3 separate regions of the Sus scrofa genome follow, and all the other regions are linked to region 3. A link is a contact called in public Hi-C and promoter capture Hi-C data. All regions are on one chromosome and are shown on one strand. The core of a region is the stretch at or near the end of the contact, and the rest is flanking DNA. Distances in the headings are between cores, read along the strand shown. Region 1 overlaps NRP2 (neuropilin-2). Region 2 holds the start of NRP2 (neuropilin-2). Region 3 has its middle 190 kb from the start of PARD3B.

The links. Promoter capture Hi-C pulls out the DNA fragments that hold promoters and counts their contacts. A called contact is a pair of places that touch in the nucleus more often than the background predicts.
Region 1: a contact with region 3 is called in a Hi-C map of retroperitoneal adipose tissue, with 1.6 times the contacts expected there. The contact joins two enhancer-like sites. A contact is called at or near these places in 2 of 47 Hi-C or Micro-C datasets (embryonic fibroblasts and retroperitoneal adipose tissue) and 1 of 2 datasets of contacts at active chromatin or transcription factors (alveolar macrophages).
Region 2: a promoter capture Hi-C map of fetal liver shows a contact between it and region 3, with 7 times the contacts expected there. The contact joins the promoter of NRP2 here to the enhancer-like site in region 3. A contact is called at or near these places in 5 of 5 promoter capture datasets (fetal liver, fetal skeletal muscle, liver and 1 more), 15 of 47 Hi-C or Micro-C datasets (alveolar macrophages, embryonic fibroblasts, fetal heart ventricle and 8 more) and 2 of 2 datasets of contacts at active chromatin or transcription factors (alveolar macrophages and skeletal muscle).

What each region holds. Positions count from the first base shown.
Region 1 is chr15:109,055,865-109,060,413 of Sscrofa11.1, reverse strand. It overlaps NRP2 (neuropilin-2), which reads right to left. Exons shown (of 17, transcript XM_021076240.1): 13 at 2,163-2,425; 14 at 266-362. Among named protein-coding and RNA genes, the nearest start is that of NRP2, 83 kb to the right of the region's middle. Within about 2 kb of position 1,488, at least 20 of the 83 cell types and tissues checked have an H3K27ac peak or open chromatin away from gene starts, as enhancers often do. A contact at or near this core is called in retroperitoneal adipose tissue, where this site is marked.
Region 2 is chr15:108,971,358-108,976,040 of Sscrofa11.1, reverse strand. NRP2 (neuropilin-2) reads right to left here and starts at 1,338. Exons shown (of 17, transcript XM_021076240.1): 1 at 333-1,338. The coding sequence starts at 405.
Region 3 is chr15:107,688,929-107,693,372 of Sscrofa11.1, reverse strand. No RefSeq gene overlaps it. Among named protein-coding and RNA genes, the nearest start is that of PARD3B, 190 kb to the left of the region's middle. Within about 2 kb of position 2,797, at least 12 of the 83 cell types and tissues checked have an H3K27ac peak or open chromatin away from gene starts, as enhancers often do. A contact at or near this core is called in fetal liver and retroperitoneal adipose tissue, where this site is marked.

The DNA of each region.
Region 1 (4,549 bases), core at 239-2,738, 1.4 Mb before region 3:
ATGATGGGGTCTTGGCACCCTGAATCTCCATATCCTCAGTGCATGTCTATTTCGGAATGGGAGTGGGGACAGAAGCCCTCCCCTCATCTCACACCTCTCCCGTCCTGAATGCAGCCTAAGACACAGCTGCATTCCCCCCTGGCCTCCTGCACAGACTGGCACTGCCCCACCCACTGGGTAACAGCTGTGTTTGAAAATGATGTGCAGTCTCCTCTTATACATCCCAGCCCTTGGAAGAGCCACGAAGAGACAGATATTCACGTACCCATACAGTTCTCCAGTGGGACATCGGTGCTTATCCGAATGTCATCAATGGCAATTTCTCCTGAACGTCCTTTTCCGATAACTCCCTCGAACACAATCTAGAAGCCAAAAGAAAAAGAGTCATGGTTAACTGAGCTTGCTGGCCCGAACAGTGCAATGATTTCCAATTTTCTGTTAACTGCAGCTTAAGGTGTGTGCGCGTATGTGTGTGTTACTGCACCTGGTACACATCTGTGGACCACATGGCCATGGCGCTTGAAATCTTAATTTAAAAAGAGTTGGTTCAAATTAAAGGCATATTTGAAGGGATTAATATAGATATATATATACATATGTATGTGTGTATATATACGTATGAAAGTGATGGATATTGTTGTCCAGTAATTAGGAGGTATTGACTAAAAGGACCACAATCAGAGCATGCTTAAAGGAGAGCTGGAATTTCCGTAGCTGCTGTTGATGTTTTTCCCTCATGAATCTTTCAAATGCCCAATCCAGGCATTTGGAAACTCGGAGGACTTGAGCAGGACGGGGGAAGGGAAGAAATGCAGTAGACAGGTTTGATTCACTTTGGGGGGTAATGCTGGCTTGTGGCTCCATTATTACAACTAGAAGGGAAGTGCCTTTCCCTCCCCACTAGTTTACTGAGTACCTCCTATGTGCCAGGCACCAGGACAGTTACAAAAGCCCTGCCCGGAGAATCTCACCACCTTTCTGTGAGACAAAAATGCCAACAGGAGAACAGATACTGACTCACAGATGCTGAAAAAACTTGATTTCCAAAGGAGGCAGTTTGGGGGCGGGGAGAGGGTGGGGGGATATGTTGGGGGCGTGGGATGGAAATCCTCTAAAATTGGATTGTGATCATCCCTGTACAACTATAAATGTAATAAATTCATTGAGTAATAAAAAATGATAAAAATAAAAAATAAAAAATGTAAAAAACAACATGCCAACAGGTGCTGACAATACAGTGCTCTGAACACAGGAGATTGCATTTGAATGGGAAGGCGGGTGGGGGCGGGGAGGAGCTCAGGATGCCTTAGGGGTCCGGGCGAGCGAGCAGGACTGCAGGCTGCACACGGAGCCCCTCTGCTCTGTGGTCTCCAGGCAGCCCTCACTCTCGCCCTCCCCCGGTTCTCTCCGCAAACGAGAGCACACGTCCTCTGGCAAGCTGAGCGAGCAGTTGGCCGCCTCACCAGCCATCTGTTGCTGCTTCTTGTCTGGGGAGGAGCAGGTTAATGCTTTGGCTGGTTCTCAGTCACCTCTTCCACAGTGTGCCTACTCCTACCCAAGTTTCAGCCACAGCTGCGTGTCCCCATCTGTGCCTCGGTCTCTTGCTCTGTGGGGGCAGAGATAATAGAACTCAGCTCCTGGAGCTGGTGGGAGAGAAACCACTCACTTAGGAGTCGCTCTGGTCTGCTGGCCCCTGAGCACATACAGCTACCCTCCCCTTTCCGTGTTCACACTCGCTGGGCCAGGGCTAGGAGGCTGCTCTCCTCTCCTCCTCCTGGGAGTCTGAGGGGCTCCACAGGCCTCTTCCCTTGCGTGTGGAGGGTTTGTTTGTGTTTGTTTCCCTGGCTTCTGTGTCCCTTTGTCAGCCTACCTGGTAGCAATCTAAAATAAAATGGAGAGAAGAAACATTTGTTGGAGAAGATTTCAGCAATATAAAAGGCAATAAGAGGAACAAAGAAGCTAGTCTGGGGGTAGAGATAGGCACATTCTGAATAACAAATAAGAGTGTCATTTAGTTGCCATGGTAACGTGAGAAACACAATGAAAACAGCGGCGCTTAACCGCGTTCCCTAATGATGAATGGGCACGGCCCTTTGAAATACTGAAATACAGATCACAACGATCCCCTTGGATCTCCGTATCGTCTCGGGTCGCCACCCCACCTGGTACTCCATGTCGTAGCTGGGCAAGATGATCCGCCCGTGTTTCCACTCGCTGCCCTGGTCCTCGCGGATGACCCAGAGGAGCTTGCTCTCTTGGCTGGCCTCGCGCACCACCTGCAGCGCCACCCCGCGGCCGCCCGTGGCTTGGTACTGAAACTCCATGCACACGGGGCTCCTGGGCAGGTGGACGGGCGGGCTGATGAGCCGCGCGTACTGGCCCTCTCTCCGGCCATCACTCTGCAGCCGCAAGAAATTCCGGTCATCTGCGGGGGACACAAACCCAAACAGAGGTTCCTGGTAAATGCCTGGGGGAGAGAGACACCAGTTGGCAGTTGTGGCCCATGTGGCCGAAAGCTGGGAGAGTTTGGGTGTCTTTTGTTTATTCATGGACGTGTGTGTCCCACTTTTAAGGCTCCTTCAGAGCCGTGATTCGAATGCTGCATCCGCTTGAAGCCCTTTCTTGAGTATTGCATCAAGTAGGTACCCCCTGCCTATTTCCCTGCTTTGCTTCTTTTGTGCTTTTTACATATGGCAGCCGGTGGGCGTCATTGGCCTTTATGTCTTGACTGGTTTATTTGTGCTTGTCTTTTCCCCCTAGATTTTGAGAGGAAGGCCAGACCCACGTTTTATTCATCCATGGTTTACCCAGAGGGCCAGTGCACTCTCATGAACTGAATAAGAAGGGGATGAAGTGGATGCTAGACTAGAGGATGATTCTGGCCAGGTGGTTTATGCTTCAAGCCTTTATAATCTTGGCTGGGCGCTGTCCAAATGGAAGACATTTAAAACCTTCTGTCTCCAGCAGTGCTACTAGATGATGCCTGGCCCTAGTAAATGCAACTGGAAGCCCAGCATCGAACTTCGAGCAGAACGAGGAATGGTGGCTGAGGGAATGGTGGCTGAGGAGGGGTGATCCAGGCGGCCTGTTCCTCACTCTCGCTTCCCTGCATTGGCCTTTCTTAGAGAGCCAGGCAAACGCAGCCCCAGTGAGAGAGGTGCTGTCATCATCACTAACAAAGGCTATGGGTTTAGCAGAGAACATACACATACTGGGAAATTAAGGTTTCACCCAGACAAATGTTGTTTGAAGAACATATCTTTCAGCTGATTAGATTTTATTTATTTATTTCTGATTTTTTTTTTTTTAAGGGCCTCACCCATGGCACATGGAGGTCCCCAGGCTAGGGGTCCAATCAGAGTTGTAGCTACCAGCCTATGCCACAGCCACAGCAATGCCAGATCTGAGCTGTGTCTGCAACCTACAACACAGCCATGCCGGATCCTTAACCCACTGAGCGAGGCCAGGGATCAAACCCGCAACCTCGTGGTTCCTAGTGGGATTCGTTTCTCCTGCGCCATGATGGGAACTCCTGATTAGCTTTTACATACATCAGTACTCTGTGGGAGACCGAGTTCCTATTCCTGCTGGCAGGCCCCATGCCTTGTAGACATAGGTGTGGGGACCTGTACCAGCAAATCCAGCTCAGGGAGGAGCATGGCGGCCACTTGCCCAGAGAATAAGATGGCCTTTGAGGAGAAAACCTCACTGCCTCCTTTTGGCCCTGAAACATCTTCTGTTGAACACTTCTGCAAGATGGCAGGGGCACTTCTGCGCCACCTCCACAGCACATCAGGCACCTCAAGATCATGTTAATCTGAGACTCTGTACAGCGTTTTCTTCCTCCCCAGGGACTGTGGTGAACATACTGGGCCTGCCAGGGAAGGAGAGGCGAGGACTCCAGAGCCCAGAATCAACAGGGCGCGCCTGGACCACTGGTTTGCTGTTGTTATTCCTGCTGATGTCATCTTTCTAGTGAGAGCGGAGCCTGTGACAGTCTTCCCATCAATGGCCCAGGAACAGCTCCTTCCTCCCCTCCTCCTGACCCCCTCTCTTCCTCTTCCCCGTCTCCCTGAAGCCCATTCAGGTTAGATTCTCCAGGACTATTGCTCTAGAAGCTACCCACCCCTGGAGTCAAATTAGACCAGTTTAGGGATTCTAGTTTGTGTCTCCTTAACCATCCAGAAGCACATTGGTCTAACCCCCCCCCAACATGGGACCTCTTCAAGGCCAAAGTCAGCACAGATCAGCAGGCAGCTGTCTACAGCAGGGAATTTTAATGATGGTGATCTGCTGAGGAGACACTGGTGCCACAACCAGATACTCAAAGATCTTCCACACCTATGCTCTCCTATCAGATCTCATTACTACCGCTATTAATGATAATAATTGTAAGTCACATTTGCATAATGCTGTACAGGTTACAAAGCATGTTGATATGCACTCATAATTTAATCATTGCTATATGCTTATGAGCTAGGTCTTATTAATCTTTGCACAGGATGCAGAAACGGAGGCTCAGAAAGGTTCAAGTGGCTTGTCCAAGGTG
Region 2 (4,683 bases), core at 89-2,588, 1.3 Mb before region 3:
TTTGTAGTATTTTTAAACCTTTGATTCAGTCCATATGTGACATCTGAACACCGCCAAATTCTGTCTATGTTTCAAAACACACACACACACACACACTCACACTCACACACTCCTAGCAGGAGAGAAAAGTTGAGTTTTAGCCGTGGTGGTGCTGGTGGTGGTGCTGCTGCTGGTGGTGGTGTAGGGAGGGATCTCTCTCTAAATAATTCAGTATCGAGCATCCTCCTTCTATGCTATTGCGTGTGGCCCCCTGCATTAGCAGTTGCTTTTAAAGGTAAAGGCATGCTGAAATAGATTGGGGAAAAAAAAAAAAAAACCGTTCAGGGGCTTACCTGGTTGGCCTGTCACTTGGAGTCCTGAAAAGTAGAGAGCTAAGAAAATCCAGGTGAGAGGAAACATATCCATGTTGGAGAAGGAGGCTTTCTCCAGAGCTGTTTTGGTAGCTTTCTTGCACAATTAGAAGTCTTTTGTGTTTTTCTCTCTCTTGTGTTCTTCCTTGCAGTGTCCTCTGCAAAGGTTTCTACTGGTCAGTGTTTCCCTCCTGGCTCTTGGCGGCCGGTCTTCACCTTTCTTCTTGCTGGGTCCCCACCTCACCAGGAGGAAGGAGGGTCGCTCCTGAAGTCAGCAAAGAGGGAGCAAGCCAAGAAGAGAGGACGCGTTTCCTCTCCTAAAAACAAAACGCATCTATGTCCTCTCCAGTTCCTCAAAGTATCATTTCCTTTATCCTACAACATCACGAATATTTCCCGTAAGCCAAGGGTAAAACAAGACAAAAATAATAAAAATAAAAGCCAAGACTTGCCTTGGGCATCACACGGCCCCCAGGCAGCTGTGCGATCTCAGAGGCGTAAACTGACACACATCCCCCGGCACCCGGGACCGACACGCGGGCGGAGGCACCGACCGCCGGACGGCCCGAGTGGGAGGCGGCCGCCCAGTTCTTGCCCTCGTTGCGTTCCCCTAGCGGGAGCCTTCCCTAACGGCTACACCCGCTCGGCCAGCCTCACGAGGGGAGTCTGAGGAAGGAAGCTGCGGCGGCGGCGGCGGCTGCTGTTGCTGCTGCTGGTGCGGCGGCGGCTGGGATCGCCTGGGAGTGAGCGAGCCCCTCTCCGAGTTCGCTCGCGCCCGCCCTCACCTCCACCTCGCCCAGCGCCTTGCCCAGTGTCTGCGCGTCTGAGGATGTGCTGGGGGCGGGCTGCGGGCTGGTGCCTCGCTCGCGTTCTCTGCTTCCCCTCCGGCTCCCCCCTGCCTTTTCAGGCCGAGCAGCATGTGGATGTCAGAGCCGCGGCAGAGCTATCCGATTACGCGCCGGCTCAGGGCCCGCCCCTTCTGTGTTCCTGATTAAAGAGGCAGCCGCGGAGACGCGCGGCGCAGAGCCGAGAGCCGCGGCACCCAGCTCGGGCGGGGCGGCGGCGGCGGCTTCCCCCCACCCCCTCCGCGGCCGGATCAAAGTTAAGGCAGCTCCCACCCTACGGCCCCTTGGCCACCTGGCACCTCCCGCCCACCCCGGGCACCACTGTGCCTGGCTGCGCAGCGCCGCCCGTGCGTAAAGCTGCAGAGAAGGAGCGCCCCCGGGTACCGCCAGGGCGCACTGCCCTTGGCGGCTTCGCCCCCGCCCGAGGGAGACTCCGCGGGAAACGGAGGAAATTCTTTTTCTCCCCCGATTCCCTGACTCCGGTGCCACACACGTAGAATCCAACACAGTGCCACGCGCAATGGCGTTGCCAGAGGAGTTGGGTGGCGAACGGTGTTTGAAGTAGGGAGAGAGCCAGGCGGCAGCTCAGCCATGCGTTCGCACAGGCAGCAGTGCGTGGCGGCGACACATACGGTCAGCCCCGGCTGAATAAAACCCCAAACACAACCTGCGTTTTACTACTCGGTGCCTTCCTGGTGTCCCAGACATACTGCTTTCTTTTCTGGGGGAAGATTGAGTTTTCCCTGGGCTCCTAACTTGTAACCATCAAAAGAAGGGGAAAGACTTTCTTCAAAGAAAATTTGCAGGTAATTACATTGGATTCCCCCAACCCTCCAGAAAAGTCCAGGCACACGAAGGCTTCTCAAACTGCTACTGTAACTACTTCTAATCACATTTTCCCCATGGAAATGTGGTCACCACGCCGAGAGAAACAAAACAGCATTATGCCAACTATTTTTAAATGGAGGCGTGAAAACTGTTTAGAGGGAGCTGCGAGCTAACAGTTGGGAAAACACTTGTATCTTTGTTTCTGAGGATGGCTTTGTGGGTTCCAAACTGTCTTGCTTCACTAGGCACCTATTATTGCATTGTCATAAAGACTCTTACAGGAACAGTCTAAATAACACTCTGCGTATACCTTTTCTGCCACTCGGCAGATTAAGAAAAATAAAGTTTCAGTGACAAGAAACACACACATCTGACTATCCCATTTATTTCTCTGCTTGTACTTGTGGATTCTTCTGGGTGGTTTTCCTCCTTATCTGGACTTGCCATTAGCTTTGTTTATCACTTTTAGTGTTTGAAAAATCTGTAACTCCCACTTAACTGTTATTTACACTGAGATAACCAAAACAAAATTGAATCAGAAGTGATTTGCAAATAGTTGAGCCAAGCCATGGAAGGATTTTACAGTGCCGTGTAAATCCACAGGCTGCCTATCGCACTGTTAATCTTAGATGCCTGGTTTGAAAGGGCATTTAACCGAGGCCTGGAGAGTTCTTCCAGTGAGCATATCCCCTGGCTGGTCTAAAGATTACCTTCCATTTCTTTCTTTCTTTCTTTCTTTCTTTCTTTCTTTCTTTCTTTCTTTCTTTCTTTCTTTCTTTCTTTCTTTCTTTCTTTTCTCTCTCTCTCCACCCCTTTTTTTCCTCCTTCCTTCCTGGACTTGAAAGCACATCCACATTGTTAAAAAATTTCTTCTCTACTTTTTTCCTGTTTAAATGTCAATTGCGGAGTTCCCATCATGGCTCAGCGGTTAAGGAACCGGACTGGTACCCATGAGGACACGGGTTGGATCCCTGGCCTTGATCACTGGGTAAAGGATCAGGCATTGCCGTGAGCTGTGGTGTAGGTCACAGACGTGGCTCAGATCCTGAGTTGCTGTGGCTGTGGCATAGGCCTGTGGCTATAGCTCCGATTGGACCCCTAGTCTGGGACCCTCCATATGCCTCGGGTGTGGATCTAAAAAAGACAGAAACAACAACAGCAACAAAAATGCCATTTGTAAAGAAGGACCTCCTACTCCCCAAATTTTAATGGTGTAAAGAGACAGCCTGGATTTTGAGCCTTAATTGAAGAGCTCAGCTTCTATAATTGCCAAGGTACTAACCTAAGGACAAAGAGCATTATCTTCAGTGACAGAGGCTGAATGAGGAGAGTCATTTAGTATCACTTCCCTGCACCACTCACCAGCCCTGCCAAACCAATCTAGCAATTGCCCAACATGGAAGAATTCTGTTTCTGAGAACATTATAGCTGGAGTTTAGGTGAAGGGAGGAGAGAAAGCAAAAGTCAACTGAAGCCCATGGGGAAACCATAAGAATGAAACTCTGGACTTCCGTTCTTGGGGTCTCAGTGTTGAGGGTCCCCGTCAGGCTATTCTGTGGGTCTTTCGGTCCTGAAGGGAGAGGGTCTGTTTCAGTGTTCTGTTCCAGGACCTTATTCCTAGCATTGTGGGTTTTAAGTTTTCAGAGGTGTCATTAAGAAGGAGCTGAATTACTTCCTGGCAGTTCTCAGTACAACTGTTGCAAGACTTCCCATCTGTTCTCTTGAGTGAAGTCCTGACTTCCTGCAGTTGGGTGGAAAAGGGGTCCTTGGTTCAGAGCCCCGGGGATTCGCAGCGGCCAGAGCACTTTTAATCCTCTAGGGGGCAGCACTCAATAAATAATGGTAACTATCTTCAGTGGCATTTCTGGTGGTGCTTTTCCTTCCAGGGGCTCACAGACCTTTAGCAAAGCAGGGAAGATTCAAAGTGAGAGTGGCTGTCCCCCAGCCCCCTCTGAAGAAGAGCCCACGGACCCAGGGAGGACTTAGAATTGCTTTAATCCTGGATTTCCAAGGACTCTTGGGAACTAAACACAAATCCCACCTGTGCCTGATGGAAAATGAATCTTTAGGTAAATTCTCCAGACTGGGACTGGCTCGGACCTGCCAGTTCGTTTTTTTGTCTAGACTGGAATCTCAGGGGGTTGGCTGCAGTTGGTTTGCTTCGGTTTCAACCAGAGATGCAGGGGTGAGGAGACTTCCACTGTATTTTTCATTATTATGTCAGTCCACATCCTTGACCTAGAGAGAAGCCAGCCTACCAAAGGTAGTAGTATTGACAGAAACAATGAGATTGTCAACAGAAACACCCAACTGACTAGAGAAAACGGGTGAGACAGCTAACTAGTGAAGTCGAGATTCCAGGCGGCATCACTGAGTCACATAGGATGTTTTACATCATTATCCTTAATTGTGAAATAATAGTAGATAATCCCATCCTACATTCCATTCCTTTGACAGGCAGGGATGTGGGGAACATAAAACAGGTTTGTAAAAAAATGCTAACAGAAAGCTGTAACCTAGCCACACCCTTGATGGGTGTTTCCACCTCCGGATGCATCAGAATCACCTCAGGCAAGTGTTGAAAATTCAGATCCCTGGGCACCGTCCTCCTGCAGATCAGATTCCTTGGGTCTAAGAATTTGTATTTTTTAATTAAAAAA
Region 3 (4,444 bases), core at 1,548-4,047:
CCCCCACCCCCAACTCTTGTTGTGGCAATTACCTCAGCAGTTTGAAGATGCGGCGCGCCTTGCTTGGCTGAAACATATGCGCACACTGCCCCCTAGGGGATGTACTCTGTCATGACCCTCAAAACCAAGAAAAACCCCAATCTTTGGGGGTCTGTGTTGTTGACTAAGAGGAAAAGGGCGGAATCTGACTGTGACAGTCTGTACAGCTTTGAAATTACTACTGGGCCATGATGAATGTCAATGAATAATCTAACACCAGTGTGTGGCCTCATTAAAGTTTGTGAAAGAGAATTTGATACATATGGGTTTGATTCCCTCAACCGTTAGGAGTAAGGGCATTAACTACAATAAGCGTCTGGAATGACACCCGACATTTGAAATGAAACCTTAACTACAGAGTAGTTACAGATATGAAAAATGATGCATTTTTACACTACACTGGTCCTCAATAGGGTGAAATTAGCAAGTGAAGTCACCAAATAACTAGTGAGACGCTAACAGTGCCAGGCAGTGTTGTGGGGACTTGTGGTCCTCACTGAACCAGAGACAAAGATCCCTGCTCTCAGGAAGCTGAAATTCTAATTAATATCAGGGGCACCCCTCTAGTCTCCCTGCTGTCTCCTGCTTCCATGAATTTTCCTCAGTTCCAGGAGGCACTGACTTGCCTGAAGGAAAGAAGGGCCCTGGGCCCTGGATACTCCAGAGGCGGTTCACAGGTGACCCTGTGCCTTTCATGTGACCTAATGTGGTTTTTCTTTTTCTTTTCTTTCCTATTTGCTTTCTTCTTGGTCATTACAGGGTTTTATTGTTGTTTGTTTTGATATAGTATATATATCATACACGGTTGACCCTTGAACAACATGGGTAATATGTGGATTTTTTTCAATACTAAAGTACTACACTATCAGCAGTTGGTTCAATCCATGGATGCAAAATGACAGATAAGAAGAACGGTGTACAGGGAGTGCTGACTATATGTTATGTGCAGATTTTTCAGCTGCATGGCTGGTTGGTGCCACTAACCCATATTGTTCAAGGGCCAACTGTATATGTATCTACATTGATCAATTGATCGATCAGATTGATGGATAGATAAATAGATGATCTTTGGGGGAGGGGGAATGCTACGGCACATCATGGAATCTGATCTTTATCTTAGACCTGATGTGGAGGAACCTCAGACTAAGGAGCACCATAAGGCAGTCAGGAGAAACAAACGGACACCTGCTTATAGCCACCACCAGCCCAGCCCAGCCCATCCCTCACCCCCACCAAATCACCAAAGTCTTCAGTTCAACAGCTCCATTTGAACCTACAAACTTAATTTATTTTTCTCCTTTTAAACTGTCCTCACAGTTCTCATCCTGTACCCACCTCCTGGTCTCCTGCACTGCCCCCTGATAGTCTGAAATTCTGTCGCATCCCCATCACAGTGCTGCAGACACACTGGCCACGGCCCCTTTGCTGCTGCTGGGCCACGGGGGTGGGGGAGGTAGCTAGAGTCTCTTTGCCTGCCAAGTTGCCAGGGGCCAGGCTGGCAGTGACCACAAAACCCTTCCCTGGGGCCCTTCAGGAGACAGTGCTCCAGCAGACAGGGAGGCCTGGGCAGGCATCATTGAGCCCAGCGCGGCCTCATGTGCACGCCCCCTGGTTGCCCCTGCAGTCAGTTTCCTTCCCCTTTCTCCAGGGCTCTGGCGACGGGACTGAGAACTCGCAACGAAAGGATGCCTTCTGCCGCACAGTTCTCAGTTTAGATTCTTTACTGAGCGTACCTGCCCTTCCCATCCACCGACCACTCCTGATCCATTCATTGCCCACGGAGTGTGCTGCTCCATGGTGCCCTGCCTGTCCTATTCTCCGGCACTAGAAATGTCTCGGCCACGTGGTAAGGCAGTCAGTAAGGAAAATAGATAGGGAAGGCCCTGGAGCACGACTATGCATGGACCACTGTGCATTTCATATTTTAATTCATCTTTCATGCCACCTCCCAAATTTTATAGCTGAGAATCAGGAGTCTTACAAAACCTAAGTAACTAGCTCAACATCACACAGCTGTACATGGTGAGGACAGAATTGAAATCCAGGAGTTTAACTTCAAAGCCTTCCTCCACTATGCAGCACTACTTCCCTTGGAGTCGGGGTCCCTGTTTGAGACCTTCCTGCCTCTTTGTTGGGGAAATAAAGCTAATAATTCAGTTCAGTTATCAGGGAGACTTCTAGGAAGGGAGGAGTTAAGGGCTGAATACAGAATTATTTCATTTCTTCCAATCTTCCTCCTGGACTGGGGTTCAGGCATTTCTTCCCCATTCTGCCTCTAGATCAATCCAGCCAATCAGGAGCCTCCTCTCCCCTCCTCAAAGGCAAATACCAGCTTTCAGTTGTGGCTTCTTAGCACAAGACAGGATATAAACTCTGCAGCAAACCGCGTGCCCCAGGAACCAGCTGCAGGAATAGCGCCACCACCAAAAACTTCAACTGCCTGTCAATGGTTTCCTAAAAAATGGCTTCACTGAGACCCTGTCTCCTCCAGGTCAGCGGCTGCACGTCCATTCGTGGCTGCTAAAGGTCCCACTCCTGCACTCTCTTTCCTGCTCTGGAAAATGACACTGAAACCCTAATGAGCCTGGAGGAAGTCAACCAGACAGGAAGCAAACCCATTTGGGTGTGTGTGCTGGTGGAAGAGTTCTGGAAGACCAGTTCATCCCTGGGGAAGACTCCTGTTGGAGACAACTGTGTCCAGCTATTCTTCACCCTCTCTTTGGAGGGGGAGGCAAGTGGGGATTGATTTCCAAATGAACTTGAAGCCAAGAAGATAGGTAGGGTGTGGCTCAGAGAGGCTCCTTGACTGAGGCTAGTGGTGATGTAAGACGAGCTTTGGTCAGGATTTCCTGGGGCCAGGGCAGAGTTGAGGAACTTTATTTTTAGGTGGAATTGATATTTTTAGTGAAAGTTCAACAGTGTCTGTCTCCATTTTGGGGGGTGAGTTGGAGGGAGAAGGAATGATTTCCTGACGTTACTCATTTCCTCTCTGCTGGTGAAGAGATTTAGCTGTGCTCCTATGTCACAGGAAGAGCCTGGGGATGGTAAACACTGCTGACATAATGGGAACTTACACTGCTGGTGTGTCAGAGTACACACATCCCTTCCTGGCCCCTCGGCCAGGTGAGGGGCGATGCTTCCTGTTTTGGGCTCTAGGAGGAACTTTCAACTTCCGAGAGCTGCCCAGAGAATAAATCACAAGGACTGCTAGAGTAAGCAGCCAGGGCCACAGACACCAGAAAGTGATTTGGTGGCAAGAATTGTTGGCTGTGCCCTGGCAGCTCCCGGAACTGCTGAGTCATCGTGCCCCCTTATGAGCTATACACAGAAGCCAAGAGGGTTTGGCGCCAGTATCATAAATCAGTCCTTCTCTGGAGTTCCCTGGTGCCTCAGTGGTTTAAGGATCCAGCATTGTCACTGCCATATGCAGGTTCGATCCATGGCCCTGGAACTTGCACATACTTTGGGTGGGGCCAAAAAATGTAAAAAATACCATGCTGTACAGTAGAAAAAAAGTTGTATTGGGGAAATAACAATAGAAAAAAATTAAAAAAAAAAAAAAAGGAAACCACAAAATAAATAAATAAATAAATAAAGCAATCCTCCCTCTGGCTTGTTAGCCAGAGATGTCTTTAGTGCTCAGATCTCATCCATTCCTAACTATTCCTACTGCTTTTACCTCTGAAATCTCTTCTGATTCTGGTTGCTCCATTCTACCTCTGTGATGTCACCAACATCCACCATCTCTTGTGCAGATGAGTGAAATCATTGCTCTCCTGATGATGATCTCTTCCAGGAGGTTTCTCTTCCATGAGGTTTCTCCTCCACGGGGTCAGCCAGGGCAGCATTAGGAAACACACAGCAGCTTTGTCACTCTTTCCCTTTTCCCTTGTCCCTAGCAGACAGAGCTAATTGGTCATGGCACTTTCACTGCTAAGCCCAGACAGAGCTGACCACATAGTCTTTCTTAGCATTGTCCTTCCAGCTCTCATGACCGATCAGTTGGAACTGGCATTTGACATAAAGTCAATTTGCCAGCTTGGTGCTCACGTTATCTTCCTAAAAACGAAATCCAATTGTGTGTCTTCCCTGGTCTGAGACTTCTTCCATCTCTCTAGTGTCTTCAAAATGAATTAACTCCTTGGCAGAGCATGTGGGCCTTTCACATGTCACTTCTCCCCAGCTGTGGAGCCTCATCTTCTCGCCTCCCCTCCACCACCTTCCCCAGCCCCTGAATACAGGCCCCAGGACCTTCTTACTCGTTCCCAAATGCACGCTGCTTTTGCATGATTCTTGGCCTTGCACAAGTGTTCTTGCTTTCTATATTTTCCTTTTCCTTTTCTCTGCTATCCAAACTCTTACTGGTTTCCTCAAACCTCAATATTCTTCCTCTGTTATGTTTCCA